3 separate regions of the Mus musculus genome follow, and all the other regions are linked to region 3. A link is a contact called in public Hi-C and HiChIP or PLAC-seq data. All regions are on one chromosome and are shown on one strand. The core of a region is the stretch at or near the end of the contact, and the rest is flanking DNA. Distances in the headings are between cores, read along the strand shown. Region 1 has its middle 120 kb from the start of Itgb8. Region 2 has its middle 100 kb from the start of Abcb5. Region 3 overlaps Gm39562 (a long non-coding RNA gene).

Region 1 (4,511 bases), core at 508-3,007, 200 kb before region 3:
TCAATGACACAGTGCTACACCTAAGTGCCGTCCATTGCAGCTTTCTTGATATCCTCTGTTCCTTTTAAGTGTAGGAGTTGCTGCTTCATTTCTCTTCAAGGGACCATTCACACCAAGAAGGACTTCTGATCTTTTTTCAGTCCTTCTCTAGGAGTTGCATCTCATCTCCTTAACCTTCTCTCAGCACCCAGTTAGAATCGGTAATGAGATTTGAGAGGTGGTCACATGTGTTTTTTCAAAACTCATGATCTCCGGCATGTTTTCTCATTTTAGGTCACATTTCCTATATAAAGCATGATGGCTTGCATTGTGGCTTTTTTTTTTTAACTAAGGAATGAGCAACTGAGTGATTGTACCTGGATGTGCAGTAGCCTGGTTTCCAGGCCTGGTTTTGACCACCTTGTTACAGACTCACTCTTATGCATAAATGCTGTAATGTTGTGCTCCTATCAAAAGTCCTGTAGAAAACATCTCCATGAAATATGTTATCTATGTTTCCTGTGGGATTTGTGAGAATTTGTTTCCATTATATTATTCATTTTTAATACTGAGTAATGAAAATAATTTATTTTCATCCTGTTTTGGAATAACTTTGCTTTCATAGAGTAGCTTATTTTCTGTTCTGCAGTAGGCACTAGGGGATCTGCCAAAATCTATCACAGCCATCAGGACAAAACCACATACATAATGCCTGATGATCACTTGTAGTTGAAGCTCACTTCTACCTACTCCTATGTTCTGCTGAAACCAACGTGACCCAACACCATTCCATTTTCAGGAACATCCATGATGACAAATCTGAGTCTGGGATGAGAGAATACAGGTTTGTGTTATCCAATTAAAAAAAAAACTCGGCAAAGCCAATCCCTACTTTAGCTCCATCCACAGTGAAGCCGGTGTTTCCTGTTCTCATTGCCTCTCTCCTTTCTGACCATCTGGTTGGCCATGCCACCACAGGTGGTAAGCCCAAGAAATCTAATCAGGAAACACCCCCAACATGCACTCTGCTTATACACTTATTTCCTAGAGCATGTGATTTATGGCATGCTTCTACAAAAACGAAAACTGATTGATCATATCCCACTTTACTCTACCTGAAGCTAAGATCTCCACTGGATGAATTCCATTATTTTCTTTTTTTAATCCATAGATTTGGTATGTATTTCCTATTTGTATGTCTATCTGTTTGGGTGATCTTTCTTTACATTGTAATATAATCTTATTGACATATTCTTATTTTAATGTGTTTCAGCCTATTTGCAGAAAAAAAAAAGTCAGGATTCTAGTGAACAAAGAGAACAAATACATAGGAATACAGGATACATCACCAAACATGGAGACTTGATTACTTAGGGTATGCTAAAATTCTTTGTACTAAGAGGAGATAAATGTGCCCTAATACTAAGCATTTAAATCATTATTCTGCTGCACACGTGTGCACATGAAAAAGTGAGAGAGAGAAAGAGAGCAGTTCCTGCTGCTTAAGAAGAAATCCATACAGAAAAATGTTGTGAGAGTACCTGCCTTTTCCTTTGATTCAGCCCCTGACTAAGAACAAGCATGGAGAATAGCAAAGAGAGCTGGCTAATGGGAAATTCAGAAGGCAGATTGTCCATGCATTAGTCAGTCTTCTACACTATCCCTCTGTGAGACAGTGGTCTGTAAATTACGTTCGTGATGGTTTGCTTCTCAGCACTGCAAGCCATTTGTCTCCCGAGAAATGAAGCAGCATGCAGTGGTAAATTGCTCTGTGAAGTGGCTATGACTCTTCCTTTCAGTTCCTTATTTTTCAAACTTTTGTAACCAAAGTTACCAAGCACGGAAATAGCATGAAAATTAGATAAGAGGACATTTCAGTTGTTCAGTTCATTTACGTGAATATCATAGGTTATCATTTTTGGCAAGGAGAAAAGACTTTCGACATTACATTTTGGTTGGACTCAGGGAATTATGTGTTGTGCTCACATTTCTGATGAATTGCTCCTTGATTTCATATCAAAGACATTTACAATTTCAGAACTTATCTCATTTAGAATTTCATTTTAAAAAATGAAATCAGGAGCATAAGCTTTTTTGATAACACTGGCACAAATGCTAGGGTATCTTTTCCTGAAGTTAAAGTGTTTTTTGAGAACACTAAAGTCCTTGATAAGAAAACTCTCATATAGTTTCAGGCATATTTGACATGGTGCCTTTTTAAATCAGTGCAAAACTATTTCTGTGCAGGGCGGTGGTGGCACAGGCCTTTGATCCCATCACTTGGGAGGCAGAGGCAGGTATATTTTTGAGTAGATCAGCCTGGTCTACAGAGAGTTCCAGGACAGCAAGAGCTATACAGAGAAACCCTGTCTCAACCCCCCTTCCCCCCCCAAAACAAAACAAAAACAAAAAACAAAAATCCTACTTCTCACATTCAAGATCCATATATAACATTCAATGTAGGTTTCAGAAATTTTTAAAAAAATTTTTAATTATCATTTATCTATCTATCTATCTATCTATCTATCTATCTATCTATCTATCTATCTATCTATCTATCTTTTTATTTATTTATTTACAGTCCAGTAATTATCAACCTCTGGTCTGTCCTCCAACAATTCCTCAGCCCACTCTTCCTCCCTTGTCTCCAAGAGGATGTCCCCACCTACCTACTCCCCACCCATCCCACCCCACCAGACCTCCCTACTTCCTGGGGCCTTAAGTCTCTGGAGGGTTAGGTGTATCTTCTCTCACTGAGGCTAGACCAAGCAGTCCTCTGCTGTGTGTCAGGGACCTTTTTACCAGCTTATGTGTGCTGTCTGTCTGGTGGCTCAATATTGAGAGATATTAAAGACAGATCATTGTTAGTTCCCGTTGTGTCTCCTTTTGTAGTTGGCATTATGTGTGTGTGATTCTCTTCCTTTGGTTTTGTTGTGAGATAATTAATATTTTGTTTTATCTCTGGTGTAGGTATCCTTCTAGTATCTTCTGTAGGGCTGGATTGGTAGATGTAAGTTGTTTTTTTTTTTTTCTCTTGTCTTTTATTTATGTATTTATTTATTTATTTTTTTACACTCCATGTTTTATCTCCCTCCCTTCCATCCTGAAATTGATTCATATCACATACCTCCTCCTTACCTCCTGTCTCCACGAGGTTGTGCCCACCCCTAACCCCTACCCGACCAGACCTCTAAACTCCCTGGGCCCTCTAGTCTCTTGAGGCTTAGGTGCATCTTCTCTGACTGAACCCAGACCCAGCAGCCCTCTGATGTATATGTGTTCGAGGCCTCATATCAGCTAGTGTATGCTGCTTGGTTGGTGGTCCAGTGTTTGAGAGATCTTGGGGGTCCAGGTTAATTGAGATTGCTGATCCTTCTACAGGGTTTCCCTCCTCCCTTAGCTTCTCCCAGCCTTTCCCTCATTCAACCACAGGAGTCAGCAGCTTCTGTCCATTGGTTGGATGTAAATATCTGCATCTGATTCTTTCAGCTGTTTGTTGGGTCTTTCGGGGCAGTCATTATAGGTCCCATTTTGTGACTGCTCCATAGCTGCAGTAATAGTGTCAGGCCTTGGGACCTCCCCTTGAGCTGGATCCCACTTTGGGCCTGTCCCTGGACCTTCCTCTCATCAGGCTCCTCTCCATTCCCATCCCTGCAGTTCTTTCAGAAAGGAACAAATACGGGTCAGAGTTTTGACTGTAGGATGGCAACCACCTTCCTCACTTGATGCCCTGTCTTCCTGCTGGAAGTGGGCTCTATATGTTCCCTCTCCCTACTACCAAGCATTTCATCTAAGGTTCTTCCCTTTGAGTCCTCTCACCTCCCAAGTCTCTGGTGCATTCTGAAGGGCCCCCTTTTCTGCTGGCCCTCAGGGCTTCAGTCCTTTTCCCTCACCCAATACCAGATCAGGTTCCTATTCCCCCTTCCACTTTCCCTCCAAGGTCTCTCCCTCCCCACTTGTGATTGCTTTCTTCTCCCTCCTAAATGGGACTAAGGAGTTCTCACTTGGGCTCTTCAGCTTGTTGACCTTTTTGAGTTGTGTAGACTGTATCTTGGGTATTCTGTATTTCTCTCTCTCTCTCTCTCTCTCTCTCTCTCCCTCTCTCTCTCTCTCCCTCTCTCTCCCTCTGACTAATATGCACTTATTAGTGAGTACATACCATGCATGTCCTATTGGGTCTGAGTTACCTCACTCAGGATCAGGATGATATGTACTAGTTCCATCCATTTGCCTGCAAAACTCAGGATATCCTCATTCTTAATAGCTGAATAGTATTCCATTGCATAAATGAACTACATTTTCTGTATTCATTCTTATGTTGTGGGGCATCTGGGTTGTTTCCAGCTTCTGTCTGTCATAAATAAGGCTGCTATGAACATATTGGAGCATGTGCCCCTATGGCATGGTGGGGCATCTTTTGGGTATATTCCCAAGAATGGTACTGCTTGGTCTTCAGGTAGATCTATTTCCAATTTTCTGAGGAACCTTCAGATTGATTTTCAGAGTGGTTGTACCAGTTTGCAATTCCACCA
Region 2 (4,992 bases), core at 1,326-3,825, 240 kb before region 3:
CATTATCATCAAGGTGGAAACATGGCAACATCTAGGCAGACATGGTTTAGGAGGAGCTGAGAGTTCTACATCTTCATTTGAAGACTGCTAGTAGAAGACTCTATCTCATCATTTTTATGTGTTCTCCACATCTTGCTTTTTCTGTTTCTCTTTAACTTTTTCTTGCTATTATTGTTTTCTTTTTTTTAAAAAAAAACTTTTTATTGATTCTTTGTGAATTTCACACCATGTACCCCAATCCCACTAATCTCCCTGTCCCTTTGTATCTGCCCTTGTAACTGCCTCACCCCCAAAGAAAGTAAAATAAGATAGAATAAAAATATCTTGTCGTGGAAGCTGTACAGTGTCACAGCGTGTCACATCTTTACTTGCAAATGTTATAGCAATGAGTCATTGGTCTGTTTTGAGGTTTCTGTCTTCTCCTACACTATCTGTACTACTGGATCCTTACTGGAACTCCTCTCTGATACCCTGCTGTTTCCCTGTCATGGAGATCCTACAGCTTTGGATCTTTAGGACAGTCCCTTTCATGAACCCTAGCAGGTCATAGATGGGGTACATGTTGGAGAGGGCTATTTCAAAGCCATGGATCTGGGCCTGGGAGGTAGCTGAGTTGGTCAGCCCACCCATTCTCCTTTACTCATACCACCAGAGCAAACACTCCTGGGCTGCTCCAGCTATCACAGCTGGCAAGGGGCAAGATCACCTCTTTTGCTCTCATGTCCTCTGGCCATCTCACCAACATCCCTACCACCAGGGTCAGCTCTACTGAGCTGCCCAGGCAAAGTGCAGGGCCCACTCAGGAGAAGTGCAGGCCCACTCTCCTGAGTATGGAGGCCAGTAAAGGGCAGGGCCAGCTCAGCACCATGCCTCAGATGGCAGACCATACTAGGGATACCTTCGTGGCCTTTGGCGGTAACACAGGCCAGGGACATCAACACAGACCTGGCTGCCATAGGGCCATGAACCCAGACATACCCCTCAGCAGAAGCATGGGCCTAGATGTCTCAGGTGGCAGTGCAGACTAATCAGATCAGCATGTTGTCCCAATGCAACACAGATCTCAGATATCCATACAGTCTCCAGAGGCAGCCAAGACCACAGATATCTCTTGGCCTTTAGTGTTAACTGCGGCTTCACTTTCTGTTCCATCTTGCTGCCCCGGTACTCCATTTTCCCATCTCTTCACCATACATTCATCTGTTGTTCATTGTAGAAATACACCCAAGCACCTGCCCAGGTGCTTCCCGCTATTATTGTTTTTAACTCTAATGATTTTGTTTCCCCATCAGAAAATTTAAAACTTTGGCCGGCAAAATGGACCAGTGAGTGTGAGCACTTTCCCCCATAAGCATGACGATCAATCTAAGTTTGATCCTCAGAGCCAACTGTGGAAGAAGAAAATCAGCTCCACAAAGTCATCCTCGACCTCCACATGTGCACTGTGGAACAAAATCCCCCTATCTCCTAATAGTAAATGAAACAAGATAATAAATTAAAAAACAAACCAAACAAGTTTTAAAGCCTTTTGGGTAATTTTACTGTTTTTTGAAATTACAATTTGAGTTTTGAAATCATAGTTGCTCTTCTTCGTCGTCATAATTATGCATTTCAAAATTTCTGGAAAAATTTTAGGCTTTATCTCCTGTAGATGTACTTTACATGAGTTCCTACTCTGGTTGCTCATGTGCTGACCTAATCTATCTCTTATTTTTCACAGAATTCTTTTTGTGAAATGTATTGAGGATAATTCTTCAGGTTTATCCTCTGTTTAGTATTTTTTTCCCCACAGGTTTTAATTTTCCTCTCAGTTACCTGGATATGTCAATTAAACTCTATTAATTATATTCTCTACTAGCTATTTTTTAGGAAACAGGTCAGGAAATTCAGATAGTGTGGTAAGAATTTTTATAAGGATTTTTCAAATTGCACATGAGGTTGATGTGGCGGTTATAAATACTCAGGACAGAGAGTTTGTTGTCTCACTGCAAACCTAGGCCCTCCTATCCTCTTGGGTGGCCAGGCTGGACACAGGCAAGATTCTTTGCAGTCTCTCTGTGGGCCTCAGACATCGCTACTTCTTTACTTTTCTGTGATTGGTAAAGAATTCTATGACCCTTCTGACTTTGACTAGTCACTGAGCATCATCACCTGTCTATCTTTGTTTGCTGTTGTTACAGGAAGCTCAGGTGTCCTGGACTGGGCAGAAACAATACGTAAGAATAGAAACAGAAACAAAATAAAACTCCTCCTGGTCAAGAGAATAGAATCTTTGGCCTGAGTGAAGATGTACCATTCAGCTAGACAAGGTCAACCTCCTGGCCAAGGGACTACCCTAGAATGGCAGCTTCACCTTAAACATGCTCAGGAGATAGGAAGAATAGTTTTCCCTTTAATAAGATACTGTACTCTTCCCAGAGTCTCGCCCTAATGCTGTAGTTTGCAGACCGCAGCCACACAGCTTCATAAGTCACCATAATTTCCTGAATTATTCAGAAAAGCATAGCTTCTCCTTTTTGACTTTCTCTCTCCTTTAAGCATACTTATCCCTCAACATTCTGGATTACCAGCATTTCAGGCTTCCTTCTTCTTTCTCCAGAGCTTCTCTCCCTGCCACGTGGCCATTTGTCTGCTCTGTGTCTACCTCTGTGCCAGTCTAAATGGCAGCTCTTTTTTGTTTGTTTGTTTTCTCCTACATTTCCCTTTCTGCAGTTGCTCGGTTTTACAGCTTTCCTGCCCAGAGAGGGTTTCTAGTAAATGTTAATGAAATCATCCTTGAGTTTTGTTTTTTTTTTTTGTTTTTTTTTGTTTTGTTTTGTTTTGTTTTTTTTTTTTTTTAGTTCATTCATAAATACTTTCAATAATAAGAGTAAGAGCCCCAGAAAGTGACCGCCATCTCTCTCCTACATCAAATACGCCTTTAGCACTTGGGTTACCTACCATATTATGGTCCAACCAGGTATAGGTTCCACAAATCCAGTTCTAGTTTCTCTTGTTTTTAAAATTCAGCCTTAAAAAGTATCATTATACATTGTGATTTGTTTCATATCCCAGTTTTGACTGTAGGGCAAATCTGGCTATCTGGTGCTGATAGAAAAGTTTGGAACTAATGTCCCAGTTTAATATGCTACTTCCTGTGCAAGTCATTACTCCTTACTGATTTGTGTTTCCTTGGTGGGTGGTTCTGTTGAAAACTGACGTCATTACACCCTCCCTGCAATGACTCAGCTAGTCAGAGGTTAAAGAGAGAATTATCTTCCTTCTGCTTGCAGCTTAGCTTTTAAAAGAAATAATTTCATCTCTTGACTAGAACAAAAAAAATCTATTTATAAATTTTACAAGCAGAGTCATTAGCTATGATAGGATTTTATTTCTTTTTTAAAAAAACTGTTTAAAATTTCATTTATACTTGTTTATGCCATGATATCATATAAATTTTAATATTTGATGTTTATCTCTGTTTATAGTTTATATATTTTTATAACATTGTCAACATTTGTCTGGGGACTTTATCAGACCTCCCTTATCTGACAAGGCAATTCTCAAGATTCTACTCTGTCCCTGGGGCCACTGAATCCACACAAGCATTTAACAAGTGGTGGCAAGACTAAATGCTTCACAGAGTCCCAGCTTTGCCTTGAACAAAGGTTAGGAGTTTCTTCAGTTAATTATTACCCTTTGTTTTAGTGCTGACTTTTATCAAATTCAATTGAGTTAACTTTTCTGTGGCAAAAATTAGCAACTTGGTTTGCCTGGAGTGTGGGTCACACTTAGGAGGGTTTGGCTTGATGGTAACAGAGTTAAGCTATAACTACGTGGGTATTTTCATGATTTCATCCAAAGTACAAAAGATTACTTGAGATTACACAGTTCTGTGATCTGTGGGCCTGAATATGTTGGTATCCTAGAAACGCTGTGTAAGATGTGAGATGAAGGATCCCTCTGGACACAAGAATCTTGTAACAGTAACATGAGGCTCAAGTACAAACTTTAGTTTGCATCAGTGTCTTTGTCTAAGTTATGTTTTTTGTACATAGTCTATTGAATGAACAGTTCTGAACACAGGAGACCAAGTTTCATGGAAGAGACACTGATTTGGGTTCTGTAGGGGAAGACAGAGTTTCAGTAAACTACCCCAGCTACGTGGTGACAAATTACATTCCTACTCACAGTACTTGAATAGTTCTTTTGATTAACTTTTACTTTGTGTACTTGTGTTTATGGCCATGATGGTTATGCTGGTTATGCCAACTTATATAAACCTATAAATATCTGGGAAGAAGGGATCTCCACTGAGCAATGCTGCTGTCAGAATGTCATATAAGCAGCACTCCTCCATAGCTTCTGCTTCAGTTCCTGCCTTTAGATTCCTGACTTGAGTTCCTACATTGGCTTCTCCTGATGGCTTGTGACCCCAGAGATACGTCAGCCAAATAAACTTCCTCATCCTCAAGTTGCTTTTGGTCAAGGCATTTTGTCATAGAAATTGAAATCCTAATTAAGATAGCGATTTACCTTAGAGTATAGCACTTAACAATGCAGCCACAAAGACTTTGTAAGTAAATTATCCTTAGCTTGAAATATTTTCTCAGTTGTATACACTCCAGACGTTCATCCCAAACAGAATAGGTGTCTTCATTATTAATGAATACATGGTGGAGTCATGAAAAGCAAGACACCTATCTCTGTCCTTACCTTCTCTAGCTTTCCTTTTCCCTTCTTTGTAGAGACTGAACATTCCAGAACCTATCACTGAGAAGGACTGCAATTAGGATTGTATCTAAGCTGGGACTTGTAGTTCTACTTGGGAGGTTAGGGTAGGCAGATCACAAGTTCAAAACTTGTTTGGGTTACAGAATGAGTTAGAGGCCAGCCCAGACAATTTAGTAAGATCCTACTTCAAAATAGAAAGTAAAACTGGGCTGGGCATGCACTTCAGTTATCAAGTGATTGCCTAACATGTATGAGGATTTAAATTCTACCCCATACTCA
Region 3 (4,349 bases), core at 123-2,622:
GAAAAAGAAGATAAATGACTTATAGTCGCAACAAAAATGTATGGATAAAAATGTTCTAAATGATTTTGTCAAGAATGGATGGATCAATCAAGTAATAATTATATTGCAAATGTCTTTTTTGGTGAAATCACAAAATGTTTCCTTTTAGTCAAGGTAGAATATGGACAATATAAAGTTACATGCAATTCTCATCAATATTGAGAATTATACTATTTTAATAAGCCAACCTCAATAATCAACCCATGAAATCCATATCTAGCTTCTGCACAAAGCTCTCAAAAAATCGTCAGAGCAATTTTTATAGGATGGCATTCTAGCAATTTAATAATTTGGCCTTGTATACCCATTAAGGGCTTAAAATACTGTAGAAAGAAAAACTTCATATGATACTTATTATCATTGGAAATATCAGAAGGAATATGACTTTGAAATAAACTCCAAAAAATTACATATTTGTTGAGGTGGCCAGTGTTCCTTTGCTTTATCATTTATCCAGATATGAGATTTACTTCTCAGTTTTTTGGCTTTTAATTTCCTTTGAACTTTGCATTGTGACTTGATTTTGACCAACAGATTGTACTTTCCAAGTCTTAGTACTGAAGGAGCCTAGCAACTTTTAATTTTTAGTTCTCTCTCTCTCTTTCTCTCTCTCTCTCTCTCTCTCTCTCTCTGTGTGTGTGTGTGTGTTTGTGTGTATGTGTGTGTATAGAACAGCATGACCAAGGAACCAATAAAAAGGTAATCTTTGAATTACAATGATTTTAATGTAATTCCTTATTACTGCTGCAGCATCAAGAGTACCAATTTGTGAAGATAACCCTAAAACATAATCAGCAGGAAGGGGGAAGCCCTACTTACAAAATGTTGAATAAGAACCCCATGATGCTGTTGCCTGGGTCTTTTTGAAACAGAAGAATTTACATGAATTAAGGGATAGAAGCCATGAAAGGAAGGTCTTATAGTTTCTTCAATCCTTAATTTCCTCATGAGGCACTTTCTAGATTTCCCCCAAATAGCAATGTTCTCAATTCTGCGTCCATCCCTGAAGGAAGCAATGAAGAAACTTGTGGGGCTCCCCAAGTAGGGAATGTAATCTGGGATCTCCAGCAGAAATGGGGACATCCATTTGGAGTTCACCCCCTTAGAAGGGCCTGTCCCTTCCTACCTGGGGAATGCCTACAGTGCCACTTTCCTGCTTCTAATTCGGTAGTGTTTGTGAGCATATTTTCTGTGCTGTTGACAAACTATTCAGGATTATCTAGGTCTGCTTTATGATTTCAGACGATAAAATGGACTTATTTTCAGTTTCTACCATATAGTTCTGCAAAATAGAGTGTCTAGCTCTGGTTTATATTCCAGTCTCCACTTCTTCAAAAAGCAAAGGCTCAGGAAAAAAAAAAAAAGAATTAAGTGTGTGTCCCAGTTGGGGCCAGGGCAGGAAAAGATCAAGAAGGCAAATGAACAAATTGACCTTAGAAACACTTTCAGATTTTGTCTGCTAGAACTTTCAGACTTGTCAAGTTATTATGAGCCTTTTTTGCCAAATCCTCTAGATATGAGTTTCAAATATTGCATTGCTTTAATGTCTGTTATTACTGAATTGTTTTGTGGCCTAATTATGAAAGTCTGGTTTCAGAAGCAATATGAAAGCAAACGTTCTTGGCATAATTGTGAAGCTTAGGTCTAAAAACAGAAGTGGAAACAAGCTGAATAACCCACCACAGAAACAAGTGAAACTACTACATACAATTTGACATAGCAAAAAGAAAAATAGTGGGATATATTTCACAATTCATTAGACACTGTTCATATAGCCAAAGTATTTCTGACCTAAGGTTAGTTGACTTTTTTGTTGTTGTTGTTCCAGCTTTCAGAATGAAAAGCTTTCTCACAATTCTAATATTGAATCCTGAAAACTGTCAAGTACTCTTACATTTATTGGCAGAATATCTGACCTATTCCTAAACATTTCTGTAAACGGAGTTATTCTAAATATAAAAATTCCCAATGTTTAATTATTGCATCGTGTTAAACTGTTTTGTATTTAAACTTCTAAGGTGCAAAGCAAAGTACCATTAGTATAAATAACAGTATAAGTAGCTTGTTGCTATATATTTGTAAGGCTAGACTCCTGGCACTGTGACTTTCAGCTTTAAACACTTTGATTTATGTTCTAAATAATGAATATAGCATTATAAGTTTTTAGTATAGCAGAATTTGGTGTTTCACTTTATATTTTTGAATCTGACCAAATAACTGATAATTTTATGAAATGTTTTAATTTAAATATAATTTCAACCTTATAGTATTGTATAACAATAGGGCAGCTATTTCTTTATATTTTGCTGCAGGTTTAATAAAACAATCAACATTAACAAATTGGAGATGAAGAGATATTTCAGAAGACAATGGTTCTACCTACTTTGCCTTATGACCTAGGTTTGATCCCTAGCTTCCACATGGTAAAGATAACTGATTACTTCAAGTTGTTCTCTTCCCTCCATATACGTGCCATGGCATGAACATGCGCGCGCGCACACACATACACACACACACACACACACACACACACACACACACAATATTAAAAGAAATTAAAATTAAAATTGTCAAATTTATCATTAAAGTGATATTCTTATCTATTTCAGATTTCAGATTCCATGGTGAAATGTTGTGATTGGTCCCAATAAGGTACTTCACAATACTTCCTCATTGCCCCCAAATACAACCTAAAATAGTATGTTTCACTTAGTTCTTGTCACTTTTTAAGTTTTTTCCCTTTTATCATAGAGACGTTTTCTACTTCCATTTTCCTTAATTTTGATGTTTCTGAAAAGGGCATGTTATTTTAAAAAGTGTCCTCTCAGTTGTGTTTTCCCATATCTTCTTGATAGATCTTGGATTTAGAGTTTGGACCACAGAAGCATAAAATAATGTTTTATCTTTCTAAGAGCAAACAGAGAACACATGACATCAATCTGTCTAGTGATTCTTCTAAACCATTTATTAACAGTCTCCCATAGAACTCATAGATTCTTATTTTATTTAGCAGTTGTAGCCACTGGAATATTTATTTCATGTTTACCATATCCCATATTTGGCCAGGAGAAGCTGGCTCCATTATTTCTTTATTATATGACATCAGTGTTTAAGAATTTCTCACTGTCTGACACAGGATATAAAGTTCATATTTACTTTGCCTTGGCCCTCAAATCAGCCATTTCTTTACAAAGTTTTGATTGTTGGGGAAAATGATTTAGAAATTAATATCTGGACATTTGATAAGGCCTTGCCATGGGAGCCTTCTCAACACATCTTGGAAATGAAATGCCAGTGTTAGTAAGTAACGTTTAGCTAAAGCTTAAGATCTGCATGTAACTTTAAACACAGAACTTATGTACAGTGAAACTAAATAGCAACATATATGTAATCAAAGGATTTCCTCAAAGTGTCTGGTCATCCCAACCCTTGCTGAAGGGTAGTTTTTAATTTACCTTATATAATATATTATTTCAAGCATTATGAAATAATGTCCCAAAGAAAAAGCACAAAGGAGTAACAGTTTACTTAGTCTCCCAGTTTTAGAAGTGTCTATCTAAGGTCAGTGGGTCATTCCTTTAGGCTCTAAGTGAGGCTTGACATCTATAAAAAACCTGTGCGGAGAGAAGGCTGCTCACAAAGACAGACTGGGGATTGGAAGATGAGAAGAAGCAGAAGGATAAGGCAGAGGGAAGAAGAAGAGGAAGTGAAAAAGCAGGAGAAACATGGACAGGATACCCGGTAATGTACTTACAGCTTTTTAACGAAATTTTTATTAGATATTTTCCTTATTTACATTTCAAATGTTATCCCCTTTCCTAGTTTCCTCTCCAAAAATCCCGGATCCTCTCTGCCCTCCCCCTGACCCCCCACCCATCCACTCCCACATCTTGGCTCAGGCATTCCCCCAGTGGGCATAGAATCTTCACAGAACCAAGGGTCTCTCTTCCCATTGACTAGGCCATCCTCTGCTACATATGCAGCTAGAGCCACGAGTCTCTCTGTGTGTTTTCTTTGATTGGTGGTTTAGTCCCAAGGAGCCTGGGGTTACTGGTTAGTTTATATTGTTGTTCCTCCTAAGGGGCTTCAAACCCCTTCAGCTCTTTGGGTACTTTCTCTAGCTTCTTCATTGGGTACCCTGTGCTCCATCTAATGGATGACTGTGAGCATCCAGTTCTCTATTAGTCAGGCACTGTTAGAGCCTCTCAGGAGACAGCTATATCAGGCTCCTGTCAGCAAGCTCTTGTTGGCATCTACAATAGTGTCTGGGTTTGGTGGTTGTTTATGGGATGGATCCCCAGGTAGGGCAG

Evidence for each region. A called contact is a pair of places that touch in the nucleus more often than the background predicts. HiChIP or PLAC-seq counts read pairs in DNA pulled down with a chosen protein or histone mark.
Region 1: a contact with region 3 is called in an H3K4me3 HiChIP or PLAC-seq map of bone marrow-derived macrophages, with 5 times the contacts expected there. The contact joins two enhancer-like sites. A contact is called at or near these places in 1 of 115 datasets of contacts at active chromatin or transcription factors (bone marrow-derived macrophages) and 2 of 9 other capture datasets (adipose tissue and liver).
Region 2: a Hi-C map of bone marrow-derived macrophages shows a contact between it and region 3, with 17 read pairs. The contact joins two enhancer-like sites. A contact is called at or near these places in 2 of 484 Hi-C or Micro-C datasets (bone marrow-derived macrophages and uterus) and 1 of 9 other capture datasets (adipose tissue).

Annotation. Positions count from the first base shown.
Region 1 is chr12:119,112,239-119,116,749 of GRCm38.p6, forward strand. No RefSeq gene overlaps it. Among named protein-coding and RNA genes, the nearest start is that of Itgb8, 120 kb to the right of the region's middle. Within about 2 kb of position 1,758, at least 46 of the 459 cell types and tissues checked have an H3K27ac peak or open chromatin away from gene starts, as enhancers often do. A contact at or near this core is called in bone marrow-derived macrophages, where this site is marked.
Region 2 is chr12:119,067,451-119,072,442 of GRCm38.p6, forward strand. No RefSeq gene overlaps it. Among named protein-coding and RNA genes, the nearest start is that of Abcb5, 100 kb to the left of the region's middle. Within about 2 kb of position 2,576, at least 24 of the 459 cell types and tissues checked have an H3K27ac peak or open chromatin away from gene starts, as enhancers often do. A contact at or near this core is called in bone marrow-derived macrophages, where this site is marked.
Region 3 is chr12:119,311,874-119,316,222 of GRCm38.p6, forward strand. It overlaps Gm39562 (a long non-coding RNA gene), which reads left to right. Exons shown (of 4, transcript XR_873092.2): 2 at 2,352-2,462; 3 at 2,649-2,691; 4 at 3,622-3,775. Among named protein-coding and RNA genes, the nearest start is that of Gm46331, 12 kb to the right of the region's middle. Within about 2 kb of position 1,373, at least 11 of the 459 cell types and tissues checked have an H3K27ac peak or open chromatin away from gene starts, as enhancers often do. A contact at or near this core is called in bone marrow-derived macrophages, where this site is marked.